Regions from separate parts of the Mus musculus genome. Here region 2 is linked to region 1. The links are chromatin contacts, called in public HiChIP or PLAC-seq maps. All regions are on one chromosome and are shown on one strand. The core of a region is the stretch at or near the end of the contact, and the rest is flanking DNA. Distances in the headings are between cores, read along the strand shown.

Region 1 (5,602 bases), core at 1,507-4,006:
GAGTCTGTTGGGTCAAGAGAGGGAGGGACCATCATTTTCATTGGTCACCTCAGGCCAGTTACACCCTTTGAGCCTTTTAATGTTTGTGTATAAGCAGCATTTCTGCCTATTTTCTTTCCAAAGATACTGTCTTATCCCGCTGATGTTTAGCCCTATCTTCAGTGTTGTAACAGCACAGTTCTCTTTTTGCAGGTGGAAGATGAGCTCAGTTCTCCAGTAGTGGTGTTCAGGTTTTTCCAGGAATTACCAGCCTCAGGTAGGTGATTAAAAATTTTTTTATGCCAGGTGTGGAGGTATAGGCCTTTAATCCTAGCACTAGGGAGACAGAGGCAGGCTGTGAGCTGGGATACTAGCCTGATCTACAGAGTGAATTCCAGTATAGCCAGGGCTACACAGAGAAACCCTGTCTCAAAAAACCAAACTGTGTGTAAGATGTGTGTGTGTGTGTGTGTGTGTGTTCATGGCTTTAAATTTAATATCATATAAAATTAAGTTCTATATGTTTTTATTTTTTTATTGATAAAGTCTTCACTCATGGAAAAGTATAACAGTTTCCACAAGCACGCTAAGTGCCTGTGACTAAACCAAAGACTCTGCAACCCTACCACATAGCCTGGGCTGAGCCAGCTAAAGGGCAGTGCTTAGAAAGAAGAGTCGCTAACTTACAACATTGGCTTTGCTTTCAAAATTCCTTTAAGGAGAGTGACTTTTTAAAAACTGTAAATAAGCTATTGTATTTCTAGGCATGGTTTTAGGAGTCACATTGAGGAAGGAAAGGTGTGGACTTCAAACCTCTTATTCCCCTGCTAGCTTTCAGCCCCTAAGCTGCTTCTCAAGTATTGTGATATAGGAGAATAGATCTAAGAGTCCATCTGTCTGTCTGTCTCTGTCTCCTCTTCTTCCTCTCACTCTCTCTCCTCCCCTACCCTCCTCCCCTACCCTACCATCTTGTTCAGGCTGGCCTGGAACTTGCTTTATAAACTAGATTAGCCTGAAACTCACAATGAGTAACCTGCCTGTGCCTCCTGAATGCTGGGCTTAAGAATCTCTTTCAGCCTGGTGAAGTGACACACTCTTACAATCTCAGTACTGGAGAGCCAGAGGCACAGAATTTCTGAGTTTGAGATCAAGTTAGAACTAGAAAACAGCCAAGCCTACACAGAGACACCCTGTCCAAAAAAAAAAAAGAACTCTGTTTTTAAAGAATGGACTATGTTGGGAATATAGAAATTTTTAGCATTCAGATGACACTGGGTTTTAATCCTCAATACTGCAGGGGGGCGGGGGGAAGGACAAAAAATGACCAGCATGCCACCAGCCTAGTCCAAGGCACATTAACTTTCATCTAGGTGACACTGTCATTCCCATATTGCACACAGTTTCTTCCAAGAAACTCTGCATAGAAATTAGTGAACATTACAAGTCATGTCAGCCTGCTGGCAGCCATCAGCATCTAGGGCTCCGCACCACACCCACAAGGCTCTGCTGTCAGGTCTGCCTCCTTCCTGATCGCTGCTGCTTCCATCATTGGCCCCTTCCTTAGTCACACTGGCCCTTTCCTTGTTCCTAGAAACACTACTCTCTCCTTAAATGTGGCTGTGGTGTTGCTGCTTCAAATACGCATCTCTTCATCCCTTTTCTTTCTCTTTTTTTCTTTGTTTGAGACAGGATCTCATTCTGTAGGCCTGGCTAGCTTTAGCTTGTAGCAGTCCTCCTGCTTCAGACCCTTCCCCCTACTGCTTTTATTACTGTTTCCACTGAATGCTCACCTTCCTGTCTGCATAGGCTCCATTACCTTCTATCAGAGCACTACCACTTTTCAGTGGCTTTAGCTTGATACATAGTGGGGTTTATTTTCTTTATGGTGTATTTACATTTTTTTTTATTCCATTTGAAATTCCTTGAAAGGGAACTTTTCTTTTTTTAAGATACAATCTTCCCCTGGGACCCAGGCTGGCCTTGAATTCATAACAGCCCTTTGGCCTTAGCTTTACTAAAGGCTGAGTGAGATTTTATAGATGTGCACCACCAGGCTGGTGTTGAAATTATTTTTAAAAAAGAAAATTAAGAATCCTATGGACATTGGAGGTACATGCCTTTAAACTCAACACTTGGGAGGCTGAGGCAGGCAGATCTCTTGAGCTCAAGGCCAGCCTGATCTATAGAGAAATAACCACTAAGGCTACACAGGAGAAACACTGTCTTTAAGAACAACAACAAAAATCCTATTATAGAAGCCGGGCGTGGTGGCGCACGCCTTTAATCCCAGCACTCGGGAGGCAGAGGCAGGCGGATTTCTGAGATCGAGGCCAGCCTGGTCTACAAAGTGAGCTCCAGGACAGCCAGGGCTATACAGAGAAACCCTGTCTCGAAAAAACAAAAACAAACAAAAAAATCCTATTATAGAAATGCATTGAGAAGTTACTTAGTTCATCAGAAAAGTATTAACAGGTCAGACATTTTGATTTCATTATTATATGATGCTGTTGATGGATTGAGTTGTAATGTTTATTGTAGCTTTGTTTCTGGGAGTGAATCCTTTCTGTGTTTGGCCTCAGATTCAGCGTTTAAAGCTGTTCCTGTATCCAACATAGCACCTGCAGCAGTTGGCCGGGAAAGACACTCCTGTGATGCACTGAACCGCTGGGTAAAGATGGCTGCTGTCTACTTTTTCTTCTTTACATCCAGAACAGCGTTTCCTGGCCTCACACCTGTATAACATGGTCATGTGTGGTTGGTTAGTCATTCCCACAGGAAGGAACTTCATACAGAGACACCAGGCTTGTTCTGTTCTGACTCATATCACCACATCAGACACTGTTACCTCTGGCAAGCCACTCACTTTGCTTCTGTGACCATTTCCTAATTGCTATGAAAGACAATAAAATAGCCTGGCCCGCACACAGTACCTCTGCTTTGGGCAACAAGAGAGTTGCTAAATCTGGGTGTATTGGTGCATGCCTTTAATCGCAGCATTTAGGAGGCAGAGGCGGGTGGATCTCCAAGAGTCTGAGGCCAACCTAGTCTACATAGTCCCAGAACAGCCTAAACTACATAGTAAGACCTGTGTCAGAAACAAAGCAAGTGCATCAGAAGGAACAGGTGTTCCCGAGCACCTGTGGCAGCCAGGCAGGACAGGCCAGCATTCTACTCTAATGGCTCTTTGGACACTGGAGTGCAGTACCTCTAGATTTTAGACTTCCTGAGTGTTCTCAACAGGGTAAAGATGTTCACAGCAGTGTCATTTCCTAGGCTCTAATAAATAAGATATAATATATCCATGCAGTGCCATTCATAGCAGCTCTTATAAACCTACGGCCAAATGTTTAAAACAGATGGAAAATGATCACAAAGTAGATGGGGAAAAAAGCAATCTGGGGGGCTGAGTAGGTCACCTGTGACAAAGTGCAAGCAGTGTAAGCATGAAGACCTGAGCTCAGCTCTAGCCGTCATGTTTATAAAAATAGCCAAGTACAGCAGCATGCCTACAATCCAGCACCAGGAACGCAGAGATGGGTGGTTCGGGGAGTTCACTGAGCAGACAGCATGAGCAAACTGAGAAGCTCGAGTTTCCATGAGAAGGCGTGCGTGTCTCAGAAAGTGAGGAAAATGCCAGTATTGATCTCTGGTCTCCACATAACCATGCACACACACAAATGTGTGCCTTCACACATACATACAAAGAAAAAGAGGAGGTTCCTAAGGTGTATAGAATATCATGTTTTGTTATAAACACAGGGAAAAGACCCTGAGAAATAAACTGCATGTCAACAGTCAAATGTTAGGAGGATATGGGTCATTTTTATTTCATATTTTTGACTTAACTGTATTGCATGTTTTTCTAAAGTGAATTTGTAGTTAGAATAACATAAAATGAACTGTTAATTGGAAAAGGTAGGAAGAGTAGGGTGGGAGTAGGTGAGGGGCAAAGTCCCCTGGGCTCTGTTCCCAGCACGGGAAACAAAAAATTGCTATTAAGTATTGAAAGATACCCTGAAGAATAAGGGGAACTAGCTTCAGAAGCCATTTTAGTCTGGGGTGAGGGTGGGTGGTAAAGATATTTAAGTCCCTGTTGCAGAAGTGTTCTCTGTCCTTTTCCCTGCAGTTGGGTGAACAGTTGAAACAGTTGGTGCCTCAGTGTGGCCTCACTGTCATAGACCTGGAGGTAGATGGCACATGTGTTCGGTTCAGCCCTCTGATGACAGCAGAAGGTAAGGCAATTAATTGCAGCTCTGCCCCTCAGGGTTCCATCACACCTGCTGATGGCCAGCAGCCGGATGAGTGTGTCCATCTTACAGTAATTCTGCTCTCCTGGAGTTTGCAGCGTCTCTCTTTGAAAGAGCTTTTCTTTTTTTGGTTTTTGAAGAGATGGTTTCTCTATTTAATAGTCCTGGCTGTCCTGAAACTCTGTAGACCAGGTAGCCTCCTCAGTCCTGGGACTAAAGATGTGTGCAACCACTTCTGGCTGAAGAAGCTTTTCTTTAAGGCTAAATTTAAGTTTTAGCATAACTTCTCACTATTAGAGTGAGACATCTTGAACCATTGGATTCCTGTGTTTTGATATCATCTGATTCTAGGCTTTCTATTCTGCTGACTTCTTATGTCCAGATGCACATCTGAGTAACCTGTGGAGCTTTAAAACCTTTCAGCACTCATGCAGACTATGGCAACTTACACACACCTGCCCAGAGTCAAGCCAAACAGTAGAAGTAGGCATAGGTGGCCCTGCCCCCAACAAAGAACCTGTCTGCAATTAGATACCTTCTGGCAAAGAGGTCAGGAAGTAGGCACCATCCATCCATACTTCACCTGCCAGGAGTAGTTGACCGACACAAAACAACCTCAGTGGCATTTTGTGAATTTTTGTTCCTTTGTTTTGGCTCTCCCTCCCCTCCACGACTTCTTGGTCTTTTGTTGGTTTTGATTCTGGGGTTATTTTTGGGTGGAGGAGGTGTTGTGTTTCTTGGGCCTTTTTTTTTTTTTGAGGGGGGGTGTCTCTTGTTTTGTTTTGTTTTGTTTTGTTTTGAAAGAGAGACCATCAAGTTGTGTGGGTAGGGAGGAGAGAGGATCTGAGAGGAATTGGGAAAGAGGAAAACATGATCAAAAAATTTTCAATAAAAAGCCCTTTCTCCCAAAAACAAACCACCCCGTTGGACTACCTCCAGACCTTTAACACTGTGTGTCTAGAATGCAGCCCAGGCATACATTCTTGTTTTCCCCTAATTGCATTTTTAGTAGTAGATATTCAACATTATATATTTAAGGTACATAATATGGTTTAATATACATAATGAAAGATAGACATGTATAAGTTGAATTATAGGGGTGGGGCAGTCCCCAGCTATGCCACCCTCCAGGATTATCCTTGTGGTCAACCCTTCAGAAGTTCTTGGATGTTGTACTTTTAAAAGTTCCCTTGATGATTCTAATAGAGTAGGGCCACTGTTTTAGACATTTCAGAAAACAGTGCAGTTAAAATCTATGAAGTTAAAACAGAACATGAGTTGCGCCCTCTCGGTTACTAATAAAACAACTAGACAGAAAAAATAAGCTCTTTGTTCTGTTGCATGGTGAGTGACCATAGTTTAACAGTAATGTACTA
Region 2 (5,602 bases), core at 787-3,286, 240 kb before region 1:
ATTATTAGTATTTACTTATGACCCTGACTATCCTCTTGTATATATTAAATCACTTCCAGGTTGCCTGTAGCCTGGACATGCACAATCGTTCAGTAAGCAGTTGTTGATATGCACCAGCCATGCCCACCAGTACCAAAGTAAAACACCTGCCAAGGCCAAGTTCTTGAAAAAGAAGCTGTGTCTATTAATAATCCTTCCTTAGCACTATCAGACCCCCATGCACACTGTCAATGACATGAAGTCAGAGAGACACATGCCTGAGTCAACAGGTACGATGATAGTCTTAGAATCAACTGAAAGGAGAGGTGCCATAAACAACTGGGAGGACTTCTCTTAATCAGGTTATCTGCAGTGGGAAGACTGATCTTAAATGTGATTGTCACCTTCTGGTTGCAGCATACATCAAAGGTGTAAGAGTAAAGCTCTGTGTTTGCCTATTATTCATCTACCATTTGTGAATTCATCTACTTTACCTTATATTCCTTTGCAGATATTAGAACCAGATTCTTTGGCCTTCCAATATGAACTGCTCAACAGGAATCTGCTAGGCCCTCAGGACCAGACTGGGACTACGAAGGTATCTAGCCTCATAGACTGAGCAGCACTAGGTCCTTAGCCTCTGCAGTATGCAGAGGCCACTGTTGGCCTCCTGAGAGCATATCATGTAAGTCAGTCTAATAAATCCCTTTTAAATTCTATGGGTTCTGTTCACCCAGAAAACCCTGACTTATACAACAGGCGTGTGACTGGTTAGTCCTTTGATAAGCACAAGGCCCATATGCCATGTAACTTAGAGTGTTTGGAGAGGGAAGTCATTTAAGGGAAAGCAATCAGATCATCAGTAATTAATAACTGATAGATGGATGCTTGGCCCCAATATTACAGCCTGTGCCTGCTCTACTCTCCCTCTTTCCACACATGATTAAAATGGCAATAATGACTCTTGAGTCAAAATGATGCCTGGCCTAAAGTGTACATTTACCACCGCGACAGTCACACTTGGCAGCTTTGTCATCCCTTTGCAGTGCTTTGGTGCAGACCCAGGTCTCTGCACACACTAGGAAAGTGTTCTGCCACTCAACTGGTCCCCTCAGCTCTCGTGAGATTGATGGTGAGTATATTCCTCTTCCATTTTCAAAGGAAGAAAAACTCAATCTTGTAAAAAATAAAGAGGCTTGCCTGAGGTCCCAAGGTGGTCCTGCCTGATAGAAACTTGTGTTTATTTTGTTATTGGTTTGAGATATGGTCTCAGTCAGCCCAGGCTGATTTCAGATGTGTGGGTCATTTCCCTGCCTCTGCTTCTCAAGTGCTTAGATTATAGGTGCAGACCACATACCCTGCATGAATTTGTGTTTAAATCCTGGAGCCTCCATTGCCAGACTGAAATCCCATTAGGAAATGAGACAAACCCTCTATTCCCAATCCCAGAGGTACAGAGGACAGATGTGGAGCCCTGGCGGTGGCTGACAGAGGATGTAATCACACATGGTACCTGGGATGGCGACCAAGTTCTGCAGCTCCTGCTTCAGGTCCATGATGTCCTTGCAGAGCTGAATGTCATCCATCCTACAGGGACAAGACACCACATAATAAGTTACCTCAGCAGAACACATCCCAGCACTAGCCTTGTTTAAACACTGGAGGCTAATGAAAGTGAGGGCCATCTTCCAGCTGTTTTTAGATAAGTCTGGGTATTTATCACTTTACTCCTTGCTGTGACAAAAAGTAACTTAAGGGAGAAAAGGAATTGTTTGGGCTCACTGTTCTGGGGACTACAGTCTGCCATTTGAAGGGAGGCAGAGAGGCAGGCAGCTCTGTAGCTATGGGAGTCTGGCAGGTGTTTTTACACAGTCCAGACCCAGAAACAGAGTGCTTGGGCAGGAACCTGGCACGTAGAACCCTTGAGTCCTGCCCCAACAGCTAGCTAGGCCCCACATCCCCAAAATCACATTATAACCTCCCACAACAGTGTCACAGCTCTCTGTGTCTACATGCTAACCACAGAAGCCTGTCAGAGCTCTCTGTGTCTACATGCTAACCACAGAAGCCTGTCACAGCTCTCTGTGTCTACATGTTAACCACAGAAGCCTGGCATTCGGGGTAGTTACATTTAAACCACAAGAGTCTGTGATGACGTTTGCAGAGATTGGCTTATGAGCTGCTGAACTGTCTAGGTGAGAAGTCCTGCCCTCTGTAGCAGAACTAGTCATCTGTAGGTGAGGACAGGAAAGAGGATGCAAAGGAGGAAGTTAAGGTTGTACATATACTTGCTCTGTTGCTATGTGTCTGTCAAAAGGAGAAATTAGGGGTTGTACACTCTCTCCATTGCTATTTGTCTATCTCTGTCTTTCTCTCAATCTCTCTCTCTTTTTCTTTGTCTCCCTCCCTCTGCTCTTAGGCATAACTCCAAAATTTTCACCTCTTAGATTCTGGATTTTGTACCATTGATACCTAGGGCCTGAGGCTTGTGGACAGAATCATCCACGTCCAGGTTCTGAAGCCTCCAGACACAGACAGAGTCATAATACTAACGCCCCCAGTGTAGTGTCCATTCTTGCAGGTTTAAAAGTACGCCGGTTATAAATATCATGTGACATTGTTACAAAATATTTTCACAATTTGTTCTTTTTACTATTTATGCCTTTTAGTTTATAATGATATATAATTCTACTTCAGAATATGTCTTGAAGATGATTCCCTGTTAGTGCATTCAAGTCAACTGATTTTTGTGGCTGCCCAGCATCCTGCTATATTGATATACTCCTCATACTAGGTTTTCTGTGACAAATTCCTAGACATAGAAGCAATATAAACATTTACATTTCAATAGGAATTCACAAACCCCTTCCAGGGCCTATTCAAGGGCTTTCCTACAATTCTGCAATGTATTGTAGTAAGGTGTGTGTTACAAAAAGAAAAAATTAATCCTGGCCTAAGATTTTAGTTCAGTTGATAGCATGCTCTCCTAACATGCACAAAGCCCTGGGTTTGATCCTCAGAACAACATAAAATGGGGGTGTTTGTGAACACGCATGTAATCTCAGAACTGGGATGTTGAGGCAAGAGGATCCGAGTTCGAGGTCAGTCTGGGTCAGATGAGACCATGTCTCAAGAACAATTTGTTTTAAAGTCAATTTGTCATTCTCATAAAAATTATTTTCAGTGGCTACCAGGAACTTCCCCTGCAGATTTCTAGGGTGTGCTCATTGATCATCTAGGTGGATTTTTAGGTTATCTGTGCTACCTGGGTCTCCACGGGGTTAACATAGATTTATGCAAGAATTTTTTTTAATGTGGGAAGATTCTGAGAAGCAGAATCACACTGAGTAAAAATGGCTTAACAGGTCAACGATAGCTGAGGCATCTTCAAGGCAGTTCCCAAAGTATATACAGTTTCAAAATGTGTATATTCACACCTGCATCTTCACTGAGCGTCTGCTGTGCTGGCCTCAGGCCTAAGCTCTGAGAAGTCACTACCAACAAGGCTCAGGCAGCATGAAGTTGACCTTTTGTCAGTACAGATAGATAACCACATGCTCACATATGTAGAAACGTCCCAGGATCTCCTCTTGCTCCTGAACACCAAAATCCACACATGCCCAAGTCTTGAAAATAAGACAGCCTAATGTCTGCATATAATCTCTATACATACTCCTAGGTATTTAAGTCACCTCTAGATAACTTATGATGCCCAATACAGTCAACACAGCCTAGATATTATATAATCAGGAATTATCCTCTCACTTAGGATATAATGACAAAAAGTTAAAAGGGTGGGCCCAGGGGCAGAGCTGGAGAGATGGCTCACTGGATAATAGCATGTACTAATCTTCCAGGGGATTAAACCTTGGGTCCCAAACCTGAATTAGGTGGCTTACAAACACCTATAACTTCAGCTCCATGGGATATGACATCCTTTTCTCACCTCCATGGGTGCCTGCACTCACATTAATAAGTGCATGCACAGACACACAACATAACTTTAAAATTTTAGTCTTATATGTTTATTTTTTGTGAGAAAGAGTCTTGCTATGTAACTCTATCCTGGAACTCACTATGTAGACCAGGCTGGCCCCAAACTTAGAGATCTTCCTGCCTTTTTCTCTCAAGCACTGGAATTATTATTATTTTTTAAATAAGTAAAAGTCTATAAATGCTTTATCTTATTATCATTATTTATTTATTTATTTATTTATTTATTTATTTTTGGTTTTTCGAGACAGGGTTTCTCTGTATAGCCCTGGCTGTCCTGGAACTCACTTTGTAGACCAGGCTGGTCTCGAACTCAGAAATCTGCCTGCCTCTGCCTCCTGAGTGCTGGGATTAAAGGCATGCAACACCACACCCGGGTCTGCATTTTTCTTCTTGAATATTTACAACCTGTTGTCGGTCAAGTCTTTAGGTATGGAAGCCTGAAGTAAGACTGGCTGGCTGTGCTTCTGGACCTCTGAAGAACAGTGTAGCAGATGAAGGGGGTGGGTGTTTTGGGGAAACAGTGTTGGCCCTGACAACCATCCTGGGAAGAGGTAGAAGGACTCAGCTAGACTCCATGTTAGTTAGTACTGGGCCAGTCCAGAGCCTTACTCTCTGGAGTCACTCCATTTACTTGCCTTACCCCCAGCCTTCTCCTTGGCTGATCACAAATGCCCATGTTTTTCCACCCCACCCTTAGCATTTCAGACCCCAGGACCAGGTCAGGGATGCAGGACTTTAGTCTATATCTCTTGTGACCAGAGACATGCCAGCATTTTTCAAGATTTGGCCTAGAACATCCAAGCAGGCTGCCTTGAATGAACCAGGGCTTGCCAGAAGGGCACAGACTGCCTGGCAGTTTGTAACAAGGCCCCAGACCTTAGTAGGCTCCTAGACTTTAGCACAACTGACCCCATAATGGAAGTACCATGAGAGTATCAAACTCATCATGTAGACAGCACCACCTGCCAAAATGCAAAGACTTAGTCCATCAAAGGCCATAGTTCTGGGAAAGTCTTTAACTATAGTAACCTTGCTTTTCATACAACTCTTCGGCAGGTTGTCATGGATGGTATAAGAAATCAGACTGAGTAAGTCACTGGAAGAAACCCTGTAAGCAGGATTCCTACATGATTTCTGCTTCAGCTCCTGCCCTGACTTCCTTAGATGCTGGACTACATGCTGTGAGGCGAAACAAAACCTTTCCTCCAGGTTGCTTTTGGTCTCAGTTTTTATCACAGCAATACGAACCCTAACTAATACATTTGGCAAAGGCAAAATATATGAGAAAGGGAGAGCTGGCCTTGTCTCTTTGCAGGTATGGCATTGGTGAGCTAGCCAGGGCAGTGCCAGAGAGCTCACCTTGGTGGTGTGGGTGCCAGAGAGGGCTGACCAACTTAGCTACTGCCCAGGCCCAAATCCCACCCCAACATCTACCCCATCTATGAACAGCTGGAGTGAGCGAATAGGTCTGTCCTACACATCACAAAGCTGCAGGGCCTCCATGACCCAGGGCAACAACAGGATGTCTGAGAGGAGTCCCTGTGAGGATCCAGTACTGGTAGTGTAGCAGAAGCCAAAGCCCTCAAACCAGACCAATGACTCATTGCAAAGAACATTCCCAAGTAAA

The links. HiChIP or PLAC-seq counts read pairs in DNA pulled down with a chosen protein or histone mark.
Region 2: a contact with region 1 is called in a BATF HiChIP or PLAC-seq map of CD8 T cells, with 5 read pairs. The contact joins two enhancer-like sites. A contact is called at or near these places in 1 of 115 datasets of contacts at active chromatin or transcription factors (CD8 T cells) and 3 of 9 other capture datasets (adipose tissue, liver and pancreatic islet).

The regions. Positions count from the first base shown.
Region 1 is chr16:13,842,380-13,847,981 of GRCm38.p6, reverse strand. Pdxdc1 (pyridoxal-dependent decarboxylase domain containing 1) reads left to right here. Exons shown (of 23, transcript NM_053181.3): 14 at 193-256; 15 at 2,559-2,647; 16 at 4,106-4,211. Among named protein-coding and RNA genes, the nearest start is that of Ntan1, 26 kb to the right of the region's middle. Within about 2 kb of position 2,756, at least 13 of the 459 cell types and tissues checked have an H3K27ac peak or open chromatin away from gene starts, as enhancers often do. A contact at or near this core is called in CD8 T cells, where this site is marked.
Region 2 is chr16:14,084,910-14,090,511 of GRCm38.p6, reverse strand. Bmerb1 (bMERB domain containing 1) reads right to left here. Exons shown (of 6, transcript NM_144518.3): 3 at 1,493-1,566. Among named protein-coding and RNA genes, the nearest start is that of Marf1, 72 kb to the left of the region's middle. Within about 2 kb of position 2,036, at least 69 of the 459 cell types and tissues checked have an H3K27ac peak or open chromatin away from gene starts, as enhancers often do. A contact at or near this core is called in CD8 T cells, where this site is marked.